2 separate regions of the Anser cygnoides genome follow, and region 1 is linked to region 2. A link is a contact called in public Hi-C data. All regions are on one chromosome and are shown on one strand. The core of a region is the stretch at or near the end of the contact, and the rest is flanking DNA. Distances in the headings are between cores, read along the strand shown.

The links. A called contact is a pair of places that touch in the nucleus more often than the background predicts.
Region 1: a Hi-C map of liver shows a contact between it and region 2, with 4 times the contacts expected there. The contact joins two enhancer-like sites. A contact is called at or near these places in 4 of 7 Hi-C or Micro-C datasets (granulosa cells and liver).

What each region holds. Positions count from the first base shown.
Region 1 is chr4:50,077,287-50,083,842 of Taihu_goose_T2T_genome, reverse strand. RAPGEF2 (Rap guanine nucleotide exchange factor 2) reads right to left here. Exons shown (of 28, transcript XM_066996104.1): 2 at 2,534-2,604. Among named protein-coding and RNA genes, the nearest start is that of RAPGEF2, 54 kb to the right of the region's middle. Within about 2 kb of position 4,697, at least 1 of the 3 cell types and tissues checked has open chromatin away from gene starts, as enhancers often do.
Region 2 is chr4:49,981,321-49,988,002 of Taihu_goose_T2T_genome, reverse strand. All of the region lies in intron 3 of SPMIP2 (sperm microtubule inner protein 2), which reads left to right. Among named protein-coding and RNA genes, the nearest start is that of SPMIP2, 27 kb to the left of the region's middle. Within about 2 kb of position 3,747, at least 2 of the 3 cell types and tissues checked have open chromatin away from gene starts, as enhancers often do.

The DNA.
Region 1 (6,556 bases), core at 3,448-5,947, 95 kb before region 2:
ATGTATGGCACTGCAAACAGAAGCTCTCTTCTAGGAACGTAGTGTGCTGGGAGAGCTAGCCCAAGTTCCACACATTCCTCAGCAAGAACCTCATTCCGAACAGGAAGCCAAAAAGTACAAATCAACATACCATGTAACCATATGTGCATGCTTTGATCTTTGTAAACAAGTTAACATCAGCTCAACTCCAGCTATGTAAAACTTGATATTCTGAAACTCTTGCATATAATAGCAAAACAGAAAATACTTTGGAAGGAGGCCATGATTACATTCAAAGGAGAAGTAATTACACAGGCTACTTTGAAGTCAACATTCATATTGCAGAACGTGTCGTGAGCACATTGGGAGAAAGAAAACTCCACCTTTTATTTTCTCACAATTACAGGACATTGGCTTGGGAATGAAGACTCCGACAGAATGACGAAGCAAGAGACCAGAAATTAGAACTTAAAAGAGCATTAATCAAGTCAAAGTTGCTTCAGCATCTTCAGATGTGGCAAATGTTGTCAAGCCCCAGGATGCAAAATAATAGTAATTCAATCTCCTTCCTTGTAGAGCATACAGGAGATGTGCAGGCCTCCTTTTTATATCTGCCAGAAACACACTGATGTCCAAATACTCTTAGAAGACTCAGCTGGTAGTAAGATATTTGTGTGAAGACAACTGAAACAATGACTTAAAATCAAATAAATGCAAGTCTTTAAAAATAATATAAAGTACATCTGGAAGTTTTTATTTAAATTACTTTATTAAAGTACTTTATGGGGAAAAGAAATCTGATGATGACATTTATTAGTTTGTTGTTTTTGTTTGTATGTTTTGTTTATTTTACTAAGTATCATTTGCATGTGTATCACATAATTTTTCTAAAACTTCTGCACAAAAGGAAGCACAAACTGAAACAGAACCCAAATAATAGACTGCTTCCATGATTATTGCATTACTTAAGTGATTTGGACTATGTGCAGCCTTTCCTTCAGGACCAGAAGTTGTACATTGTACATAAAGCATTACTTTTAGTCTCAAAGTCTGAAAAGAAAACGCACCCACCCGTAACAGAACGCAGAAGGAGCATATAGGGATACACACATGCATACATACAAGAAGAAAGCGTTAGGACAATAAAGTAATAAATGGATGCAGTGATAGCCAGCTTTTGAATTCAAGGTATGGTACACAAGAGCAATGTATAGTTACCAAGCCTCCTATTTATTTACTTCATTAATGTATACTATTTTAATGCCTTAAATATTTCAAAAATAATGAAATAAAAGTGACTGTTTCAAAAAAAAATGTTATTTCAGTTATGGCAGATAAATTCAACCCATCACCTGTTTTCCTGACAGCTGAATTCCTGACAGTTCCTGGAAGAAATTTTATTTTATGGCCAAAGCAACATTCTTATACTTGTTTTAACTGAATTTTTGTTTTCTAAATGTTGTCATGTCTGCCATCATGAACATGTTCATGCAACAATGAAGTATCTAACTTAGAATTTAACAGGCCTTTGATTGTCACTGAGGATTACGCTTACGTTTTTTAAATCAATAACAAGGATTTGCTGTGAATTATGCATCGTCTGGATAGGAAATTGATAAAAAGTGTTAAAAACACTCCTATGGCAATAGGAAAATTCAGCTTCAAATTTTGATATCAAAGGCAAACCCAAAGTAAATTGTGCTTGTCCTCTGCCCAGCTCTACTTTCTCTCTTTCAGGGAGAAGACTATCCTCTTTACTTTTCCATACAGCTCCCCAAACAAATCTTCCAGACTAGCATATATTTATCTTTGATTTGCTTCTCCATTGGAAACCTTCCAGTATGAAGTTCTATTAAGAAACAAGAAGGATAACCACAGTAGCAGGTCTGTCAAAGACACAGTCTAAAGTATAGTGAGCGTCTCCAATACAAAATCCTTAGCTGTCCAGACACTCAAGGTGACACAAGATCTGGAGACTGAGGTACATAAGTAGATTTCAGTAGGCCTTTTTCAATGGAGAGACGCAAACAAGAGGCAGCAAGACACTACACACTCACCTTGCTATCAGAAGCAATTCAAAATTATTTCTATGTAGCCCTTCTACATGCATTCAGGGCTGGTTCATACCCATGATAGAAGAAGCTTCAGTGAGAAGAGTTTAAAACACTGACAAAACTATTTTCAGCTGAAAACATTCTAAAGTAGAAACATTACCACTTTCTTTATTGTATTCAACTTTGATTATACCTACTACCATGCAAGTTCAAAACTTCCGTAAAAAGTCTGTAATAAAAAATATGTACTCCTTCATATAAATCATGGAATTCCATTTTAATAAAATGAAAGGATAATAAAAATTCTGGCAGCCATCTTCTTGCTTTTTGATGGGAGTGTCAAATGCAAGTGACAAACACCTAATAAAATATTATTTCCATGCTTTCTATGAAATATACCTTAAATAGAAGATTGTGTCTGTAAGAAATGTTTATTACTACACAACTGTGTAAACCTTTTTTCCCCACACATAAGCAGTAGCTCTTATAAAGCATCATACCTTAGCTGATGTTCTCGCAGATTAGACAAGGCTTCCATTCCATGTAAATAGGAATACACAATCTCCAAATCCTGAAAACATATGGAAAACATTATTAGGATTTTAATTTGGTACAAGCTGTTAAAATGCTGCTTTTATAAAGCATCTAAAGCTCTCCTGTTACGGGCAGCAGGAATATTGGAAATAACACATTTACAGGCAATCAAACGCAACCTGCATGAATACCTTTGATTCTACTTCGGAAACTAACACAGGGAAGGATGGTGCTAATGACCACATCATAAAATTCAAACACAGAAAACCTTTCTGCTTTTGCCGTCATTGCTCGTGTTCAGTAAACAAGCCTGGTCCAGAATTCCAGTGAGCTATGGTGCAACTGCCCTGCTTCCCAATGCCAGTGTACCCAAGAACTTTCATTTACTCCATAAAGCAAGCTCACAAGAAAATAGTCTTTTCAAGTTCAAGGGAAAAGAAAAAAGTGCAAAAATAGTCTGCAAAATAACCCAGTGTAAATGTTTAAAAAATTGTACCTTTGTCAAATGGAAGCTAAACCACAAGCTTAAGTGAGAAAAAAGATGGCATGAACAGTCAATTATTGGCATGAAATAACCAAAAAAAAATAAATTAAATACTAATTACATGACAAATTTTACATTTAGTTTTAAATTTACTGTGGAACTCTGAAACCCAGACACAAAAAAAAAATTAATAAAGAGATGAAAACATCACCCAAGACTAAAACTTCCCAAGATGCAACTGTGGAAGTATTAACATCAATCTCAAGGGTTTGCTGATGTTAGATCACTACAACACTTAAAGCTTGATTTCAGCCCACAACATCTATGATGATTTAACTTTGGCTCATGGATTTGATACTGTTTCACCATCCATTTTTTAAACTGGTTCTTTGAAAAACAAACCAGTAGCTCACAACAACTAGCTGAGGCTGACAGAAAGCTGAGAATAAACTAACACCCTTGTAACTCACTATAAGAATATGTTTTCAAGTAATGCAGTTTCTCAAAACTAATAATTTGTGAAATATTTTGTCACTGTGAAAACTTTATTTAAAACTGAATGCGAGTACAGAGATACTTCAGTGTCCAGGCACAGTGAAAGAATGCCATGTGAGATGCTCTGAAGGAGACTTGAGCTCTGAATTCCCCCAGGAGAAGTTAATGTTAATTAAGAAAAATAAAAATATGATGTAGTTTAGTATATTATTGTACAAGTGTTACTGTACTTGTTTAAACCACTCTACAGATAAGCAAAGACACCAGGAGTTACAGTCAGTGGTTGAAACTAAATAAATGTCTTTCATTCAATACCTAAAAGAATGATTTTTTCCTCACACTAAAAAAAAGGAAAAACTCAGTTTGAAAAAGCAGAAGAAATGCACAAGTGAAAACTTTGACTTCACTTCTGTTCTGGTCCTTCTGTTCCCTTGTCCTCTGGAGGCTTTGGTCCTCCTGCGAGGAGCAGAGGATGCGTGAAGGACAAAGACAATTATGCATGATCTGGGATGGAGGGACCTTGTACATGCGACTTTGAGGAGGAAAAAAAAACAGCTACTTGCAGGTTTGTTCTACACCTTCCCTCACACCCCCATTTTATACTAATAAAAACATATAAAAGCTCATGTCTGCTGCTGTCTTGCAGGGACCCCCAGGAGCCACAAGCCCGTCTGTCCTAGTGGCACTGCAGTGCCTCAGCTGCCCAAGCCACCAGCCGCCCCAGGGAGCTGGGAGTGGATCACTGGGGATCAGACTTCCACATAACCCATTGCTACTAGCAAAAGCCTGGTCAGAAGGTGCTGCTGTAAGTTGTTTTCAGCAAGCCTGTGTAACAACAGACAGGCGCTGAAAAGGAGAATAACCCTTTGCCCTCAGCGCTGGCACTGAGGTTTCTCTGTAGTGGCGTGGGTTTTACATGCAGTGAAGGATTCACTGCCTGACAGAAGAACCACTGAAGATGCCTGATTACATGGACCCACAGCTGTAAAAGCAAAAGTGCATGGTAAAAGGGATCCGCAGACCTTTTGTTCTCCTGTTGAAACCAACAGACATTTCAGCATTGCAGGTGATGTGCACCAGCACTGGATCAGACAACAGCTCCTGATAAGAGCTGCAGCCCATTCTTCAGGCAGAACCTTCCCACAGGGTGTCTAACAGCAAACAGCTCCCTCTAGCACCAAAAGCTTAGCACTGAAATTTAAGTAACAAATTCAAGTATCAACCCTGTCATTAAATTCTGCATAACTGTGCAAGATTAAAAAAAAAAAAAGAGCCAGCCAAAAGCACTGAATATATTTTCATATACTGCCAGTAGGCGCTGCACACTCCCGTTCAGCAGCATTAAAAAGTAGGAAAGCAATTTGAAAAAAAATAATCCAAAGATTAATACAGTATCCCCGTTAGTCACCTCTGTTTTCAATTTATCTCTGGAAAAGCTATGCTTTGTTTAGTTAGCAAACATTTTTATCAAACATGGATGTTTTAGTGTTGTTTGAACGTCTTGATTAAAAGTGAGTTAATGGAATGCAGGAGTCCTTCAGAAATATTTGCACCACATCTTTTAAAATCCTAAGTAAATTCAGAATGTTTGAAACAGTGGCAGAATAAAAGCCACCTTTCCTCTACCCCCAAAAAAAAATTCACACATACACACAAACTTAGGCTACGAAATTTTTCAATTTTGGTATTATAGACAATTGCCAAAAAGCTAAAAATTCAAAATTCTCAGGAAAAGAACTTTCTCTTTCATGGACACGATCTGTCTTTATATTTAAGCAGAATAGTTGAGAAAATCCTTAAAAGATGCAATTAAATTCAGCAACACTGGGACTTAAACATCTTTTGAGATAAGTAGTTTTCAGGACCACAGCATGTTAACGCTAATCCCCAGAATGTATAAAAGCATACGAATGGCAGCAGTCTGATGTATTTTTTGTTTTTACAATATATGTACTTAAATTACCACAAGGTGGCAGACTGAGCCATCAAAAGTTCAGAGAAAGTAATTCTTTATAGTTTCTCTTATTTAAAAAAAGAATCGAATACTTTATAACAGCTTGTAAGTCAGAAGGAGCAAAGCTCACCATAACCGATACAACTGGTTAAACACTCTGCGACAGCAAGGGCGATTTATACAAAAAGTACTGAGAAACCACCAGCTTTCTGCTTTCTGACTTTATCAATTGAAAAAAGATGATTGCAATGACAATGTAAAGACTTGGCTGATCTTGCTACAAGAACTGAGATCTACATAAAGATCTTGGCAACAGTTTGTAAAAATATGTCAATGGAATCTCCAAATATTCTAATGGAATCTCCAAATTTCTAATAAAAATCTGCATTTGTTTATGTACAGATGTTGCATTTGTTTCAAACATGGTAATTTCAGTTACACAAGCCAAACCCAGAACATTGCCCCCAAATTCACAGCAGTTTAAGAAACGTTCACTTTACTGAAGTGATAGATACACCTCGAAATTCACTACTTTTGACTGAAAAATTTAAGCCTCCCTCGAAGTTTTGTACTTTTTCCATCCCGCTTTGTAGTAAGTGTGAAACTGCCAGCCTAACTCAACCGTTTATCATCCTTGCCACAGTTGAAAAGCAAAATGCTGGTCTGAGATACTCATTCCTCTGATAGTGAGAAATTCGCTCATTTCTGTGCAGTCATGGAAAGAAAGCGCAGAGAAGCTTTCATCCTACTCTTACAATAGCTCGTTTCATTTTGAATCAAAGGGTAAGAAAAAAATACAAGCTAATTCCCTAATTTATTTCCTTGGAGGGGAAAAAGAGGAGCTTCTCAAAGCACCTGATATTCACCTCAGGCTCCAAACTACCTGCCTGCTGACTATATACTACAGGTTAAGAGGCCAGCTCTTGTCAGAATAACCCATCTTTAGCTCAGATTGAGGGACCTGAGAGCAAACCCCCAGGGAGGACGCAGGTTGCGAGCAGAGGCCACGGTGCAGGCGGTCCCAGCCCGCTCACACCTCTCAGGCCCAGCATGGCA
Region 2 (6,682 bases), core at 2,498-4,997:
AAAACTGTAGAAGCTGAGATCTAATGTTTGCAGCACGGGCTACAACAAATCTTTTTGCAGATTTGCAGAAGAGAACAAAGAATGAAAACCAGCTCAGTCCCTTTGTTCCCACTCTAGCCTTTAATGTTGTAAAAGGCAGTTCAATTTCATATAATCACAACAGCAAGCAGCTATAACAGAATACATTAAAAACACATTTGTTCAATAAAAGAATGCCATTTCACAAAAGGTCATGCTTTCAGTTTTGAGAAGGCTGCTAGTCACAAGCAAAATGCCAATACATCATATCACAAAACATTGACTTGCCTATTCCCTAGCTGCCTTAGCTACAAGAATGAGACAAACAGTATTTACCTGCCTCCTCGAATGCTGAAGCATTCAGTCATAAATTAAAAAACATACTACTGAATATTTTAAAGGAGGCACATGTGAAATAAAACATATAATTCCATAAAGTGGATAATGTATGAGAAATGCATTGTTAAAAGTCTCCTCGGGGAAGAAAAAAAAACTGAACAATAACTACACTGAAACTATTTCATTGTTTTTAGACTAGTTGTACGTAACATGCCTCAGCATTTATTTAGGAGATAGTTACTTGGCGCTAAACTTTGAATATTTAACACAAACTAACATTTCTTCAGTTTCAGGGAGTTTCTCCTCCCTACCCAAACATCTGCAGCACAGCACTCTGGTTCCAGTGACTGTAGGCATTCCCATAGATGTACACCACTTCTGTATTCTCATCTATAGCTCCAAAGTGTTATTTCCTATAATTGTGACCTGCATTCTGTAAAGTTTCCAACAACTTTGAAAGGTGATTTTTATGCTACAAGAAAATTCACTTTTAATCTGGGGTAAATTTATTGCCTCATTTAATCTGCAACCTCGTATTGACTAGATGAGCCTAGCTCTTTGCCATTTATCTCTTGGGCACTTAGTTAATGAATGAAGAGAATTTTGCTGATTGCGTTGGCTGAATTTTTGTCTTTTTAAAATGTTGTTCAAGCAAAAAGATGAATACTCATCAGTTCAGATACACGGAACACAGTACTACCTGTGATGTTCATTCTTCTCATTTTTGTCCTGAGTGGTATTTAAAAGTAGGTCAGGTTTCTGTATGCCAAGCATTAGAGGCAGCAACACCTGTAATTATCGTTCCTTTTAACGAAGTGCTTGTTGGTGATTTAAATCTTTTCCAAATGCACCACTCCATTAAAATGCCTGGTGGTGTATAGGCAGTCTCAGTTTTTTAAAGATTCAGCTATAACAGATCATCTTTATTTCAGAATTGAGGAATTATGTTGCTTTGCCCTTATTAAAAATAAAATCAGTAAAAGGAATGGGTTTTGTTTGCCCTCACACCTCTGGAAACAAGACTTGAAATTTCTCAAGCTTGCCACCATGATGAGGTTGTGCATGAGCAGTTTTCGCCTGACCAAGTCCTACCGCTTGGCGCAACAGTTCGTTATCCTCAGAAGAAATCTATAATCATTTATTATATAAATTCAGTGAATATTCCCCCAGCATCGCATGTGCTCCAGGTCTTTTGAACAGTTAAAGGGCAGACCAGGTCTAAAGTGAGAAGGTATGAAAACTGTGAAGTGAGAGGGTAGCCATGAAGATGGGAAAAGATGGGAATAGGAGGGCCCCTAAACAGGAACAGAGGATGGGGAAAAGGCTGTAAGGCAGGAGGAGACAAAAGCAGAAGCTGGAGAGATGGAGATGTTTTTCTTTAATCAGTCCTCTCCCACACACATTTTGGTTCAGAACTTGAAAACGAACAGATAGCTCTTGGGCCTCAACCTACCTCTGCTGCTAGCAAACAGCTTTAAAACCCAATGGGGTAAAACCACGTTTTCTCATTCACCTCTCTTCCTACCAGTGAATGCTGCCCCCTGCAACCTTAATGCTATTTTAATTTCTCTTTGCCAATGTAATAAAAAATAATTACTGTAGCAGCATAAAGGATTATCAGATTTGTCTCTTAGCTGAGGCATGGTAGGAATGCAAATAATCAACCAAAGAGTTGACAACCTAGAAATGCTGATTGCCTTACAGAATAAATGGTATGTGGACATGAGTTTCTTATCCTGATACATACAGGTTTATTTGCATAACTGTATCTTAAACATCAATTAAGGACCAATCCATGCAATTGATATATATATTAAAAAAAAAATCATAATCAATGCTTTCTTACTCAAGGAAAGTTTCAAGAGAGAATTAGCATTCTAAATTGCAAAATATTCAAACAAAACCACTGATTATTACTGATACGAGCTTTTAAATGGCTTATGACACATCCAGATTGGTTCAGTAAGAAAACAGGTTTGGGGCTGGATAGTAACTGAGATTTTCTGTTGGTTTTGTGGTTAAGGATAGCCAGATGGATAAGGATTTTATTATAGGTGTTGGCAAGTTAATGCTGCTGAAAGCCTGACACATGACGCGTTGACTCAAAGCTGGAACATCAGACTTTCATCAACACTAAATTCAAGCAGTGTTTCTGAAACTGTAGCCTGGATGTGCCACTGCAGTTTGTGTATAACCTGCCTCAAAAGAAGAATAACCACAAACATCAGGAATTATTCTGTCCTAAGTGAGAAGGATTAGCAAAGAGCATTCACCACAAAAGAAGAGCCAGAACTCTTGAGAAGCCGCGCGTGCAAATACATGTACTGCGTTCTGCTCCTGTGTGTGCCCAGCTTGCACAGAGCCCACTTCACATCACCCAGCCTGGAAAAAATAGGTTTCACCTGCGGTCTTCTACTGCACTGAATCCAGACTTCAGATAGGAGAGAAGCACGCAAGTCATCTCCAAACCCTGTACTGTAGATGAAGCTCTAAAACACATGCAATTTGTTGAAAATACATGCACCAGATTCATCAGTTAAATCCCTGATTTCCTAATTCAACAGTGAAAGCAGCGTTGGCTTGGAATGTCTGAACCAAAGCAATCCAGCTGGAAACGAGTCGTCTCCCAAGGAGTCACACGTGGCTGACATTTATCTTTGTTTCTTCATTTGTAGGATAGACAGCCATTTACATTCCTGAAAGACCTTGTCTCAGCAGTTTCCCTTTTGAGATGGTACAGTAAGGAAAAGAGCTAACTAATCTATTTGTGGCCTTCAAACAGTACACCAGAAACTTGATACGCATGGACAGGTGCTTGCCTGGGAAAGCTGTTCATCTAATTTTAGATATGCCAAGATGAACTGGAGGAAAAAATATTACGGATAGGGTAGTGACAGCAGAGAAAGGATTCTGGTTAGGAAGAGAATAGAGTAACTTGACCAGTGTGTGTCCATGCAGTGTGCCATTTTGTTACTAACATGAACAATATAAAGCTTTACCTTAATTATCAATTGATGTTCAGTGATTAAGCATCTCTTTAGAGTGTCTCCTCTTGTCAAAATAGGATTTCTTTCCAAAGACGGCCCCTATCTCTTGGCCAGCTTAATATGAGAACTTCTCCATTAATACAGATTTCAGCTGAGATAGCGGACACCTGCATGGAGCCAACACAGCAATCAGCAAGAGGGCAGGTAGGGAGAGCTCAAAAATGAGCAGCAAGCTGCTGCATTTGAGATATAACAGAGGTCAATGCTTTCCTAACCAGGGCTTTTGGTCAGGGGACATTGGGAATGAGGTAGGTTTTGGATGCTTTTTCCACGAGGGCAGGATGTGCTTAGCTTGCAGTGCCTCCCAGCAATCAGCAGCCCAGCTGGAACCCATCAGCAGCAATCGGCTCCGGGCTCATGACATCACTGTGGCACGGAGAACATTTTTCACATACTAAGACAGCACAGATACAGGCTGGGAGCCGGAGGAGTTTGTTAAGTAGGCAAACTGCTGGCTGCAGACCCTTCTTTTCTGCAGGTTAAGCTTTTCGTTTCATTGGCGTGATAGCATTTTTCAGCTGCAAAGGGTGATTAAAGACACCATTAACATTAGCATCAGTTCAACGTGCGTGTCAGGACCCCTAGTAACTATTGAAATACACACAACGCACTGCAACCCCTCTTTGGTTTTCTGAAGGGGCTGAGGCTTCTGGCTGTAAATTTTGCTCAGCGGTACCGTCAACTGTTTTGCAAAACATGCAGAAATTGCAGAAATCAGTCTGGTCAAGAAACGCATATTTAGCTTCAGCACAGCTGGGAGCCCCTGGGAGCAATGCCGCATTATACCTCAGCGCAGGCAGGCTCGTGGCAGAGAAATGAATCAGCCATGTACTTTGCCCTACAACCTCACAGCAGGCATGCCAAACAACAGGCTGAGAGGCCAACTTTTCACCTTATTGCACCTTTGGGAAAGAGGCATTACAGTTGAGGAATTTTGCAGTGTGCTACGAGGTTTCACAATGCCTGGGCAAACAGAGATGGTGAAAGAGCCCAGATCTGTCAAGTTGAAAGGCTAAATCACCACTTCGCTCACGTGCCTCTGGAAGCCACCACTCGCTCGTGTGCGGTTGGATTGCCCTTGCTTCTTTGTGCTAAGGGAGCAGTGTTGCTAAATCAAGAGAGGGGCTTCATCTGGGGGCTCTGACAGGGAAAAACGAACATGAGCACCCTTATGATGGGCCAACACTGCCAGTAGTCCACAACAAGCAGGAGAAAACTGTTAACAGAGGCTGTGGTTGTCTAGCTGATCCTCAAACGAGCTGAGATAGAAAAGTTCCTTCTTTTCATTTCAGATACCATGTCTCACTCATGACCTCTAGAGTGAGAAATGCAGAGAGAACTGATGTTAAATAGGAGCGCTCTAAAGATGTAGTGAAAAAAAACTTATTTCTGCAGGCGTTTTAACTATTTGCATATGGCTACTGCATCTGTAAGAGCACAGCAGAGAAGATGCTTGCTTGTGCAGGTGTTAAGATACTTAGCCAGCAACTAAACAATCATACCTCATTCATCATTTCCAATGACGATATACCTGATTTTACAAAACTGTATTTTTAGAAGCAAGTTTTAGTCAATTGTGGTAATAGCTTTCCATTTAAAAGTGTAGGAAGCTATACGATTTCTAGCAGATTCTGGCAGATAGCAGCTGCAACACAGCATGTCCATCTAGTCCGTGGTGGTTAGGCTGGAGTCAGATGCTCCACAAAGCAGACCAGCCAGGGTCTTTAGGTCTGAGTGATTTGTGAAGACAGCAGGGTATCAGAGTTACACTATCAAAATGCTTTTAATTCAAAGTGTTAAAGTTTCAAAGTTCAGATGCGCAGCGGTCACATTTACAGAAAATTTTAAATTGAATTTTCACCGCACCGGGAAGCATTGGGTACCAGCAATAGCAAAAGAGAGAAGGCAGCTTTGTTTCTGTTGCTGGTTTTAAGGGAAGTTTTCAATAGCTGCCAGTTATCATCTAGCTTCCTTTGCTCAAGTTAAGTAAACTACAGAAACTGCACATCCACTATACTTAATGTATAACTGAAATAACATATTGCAAAAGGTACAAATAGCACTAGTGGTCACGAGCCCTGAACCGGAGGGAGGGAGGGACAAGCAAAATAACTGAGGACAAGTTCAGAGTACACTGAAATCTAAAAACCAAAAGCTTGTATTCTTATTAAAGTTTTGGCTAAATTAACGAGATGGCTGAGTTCCAATTGGGCTCCCATCCCTTGACCACAGCACAGTTTGAATGGTTCCTGCTACTGCAGAGTGCTGCTATTTTCAGACGTGAGGCCTAGAGCAAAGCCCCAGGCTCACATGAGCCAAAGGCACCGGAAGAAGAAACCAACTTTTCTTGTTTTCTGCAGATGTCAGCACACAGCCACTTCTCACACACTAGAGATTAACTAGTAAGAGGTGTGGACTCCATCTTTTACCCAGTCACAATAGATAGGTCCTAAGATTTCAGACTTCTGAGTGTAGCCTCAGCCACCAGGGCATTATTTGACCTCGATTTCCTAGTAGCCGCTGCTCAAGCCCTTTGCATTCTTCCTCGAGTTGTTCCACCTCTTTAGGGATTTTTCCAGCTGACCCCTTTGATCCTATCTGAAGAAGCTGAGCAGGGGCAGCTCCTTGCATGGAGGAATATCAGGCCTGACAAACAACAGCTGCAGCAGAAGTCAGAAAGCCTTTTACATGGTGCTTTCTTCCCCATCATCTCCACAGAGCCGCCTTCTGAGTGCAAAATATGCTTAGCACTTCATCTTCATTCTCTGGTGACTTCGCCTTTCCCCAGCCAGCATGACAGCAATTCAGCAGCTGCTACACCTCATTTATCAGCAGCTTCCTTCACCTGTGCTCAGAGCACTTGACAGTCATGGTCATAACTCATACGAAAGGCGAGTCCCCTCCTGAAGCAAGCAGAGCTGCGTGGTGCCCTCCGCAGGCCTCACAGCCAAGGGAGACGCCGGCTCCCCTCAGTGATCAGGAAGCTGTCACAGACTGGAAACTGCACGGATTTGCACTGTACTTCTCCAGAAGTTACCACTTAGGACATTACTGCAATTAGCAGTAGTGGCAGCTACCCTCACGGCAGGCTGCAGTGGGGGCAAAGGCCTGTAAGGGCCTCAGTGCAGTAAGAACCAGGCCCGAGACAATGCACCATGAAGGGCAGCAGGGGCTGCAGCGCTGAGCTCTCTGATGCCCTGCTGGAGCTAGGCAAGCCAGCTGAAACCTGCTTTTACACTGACTGCAGCTGGGGGAAAGAAAAATTGAATTGGCACTGG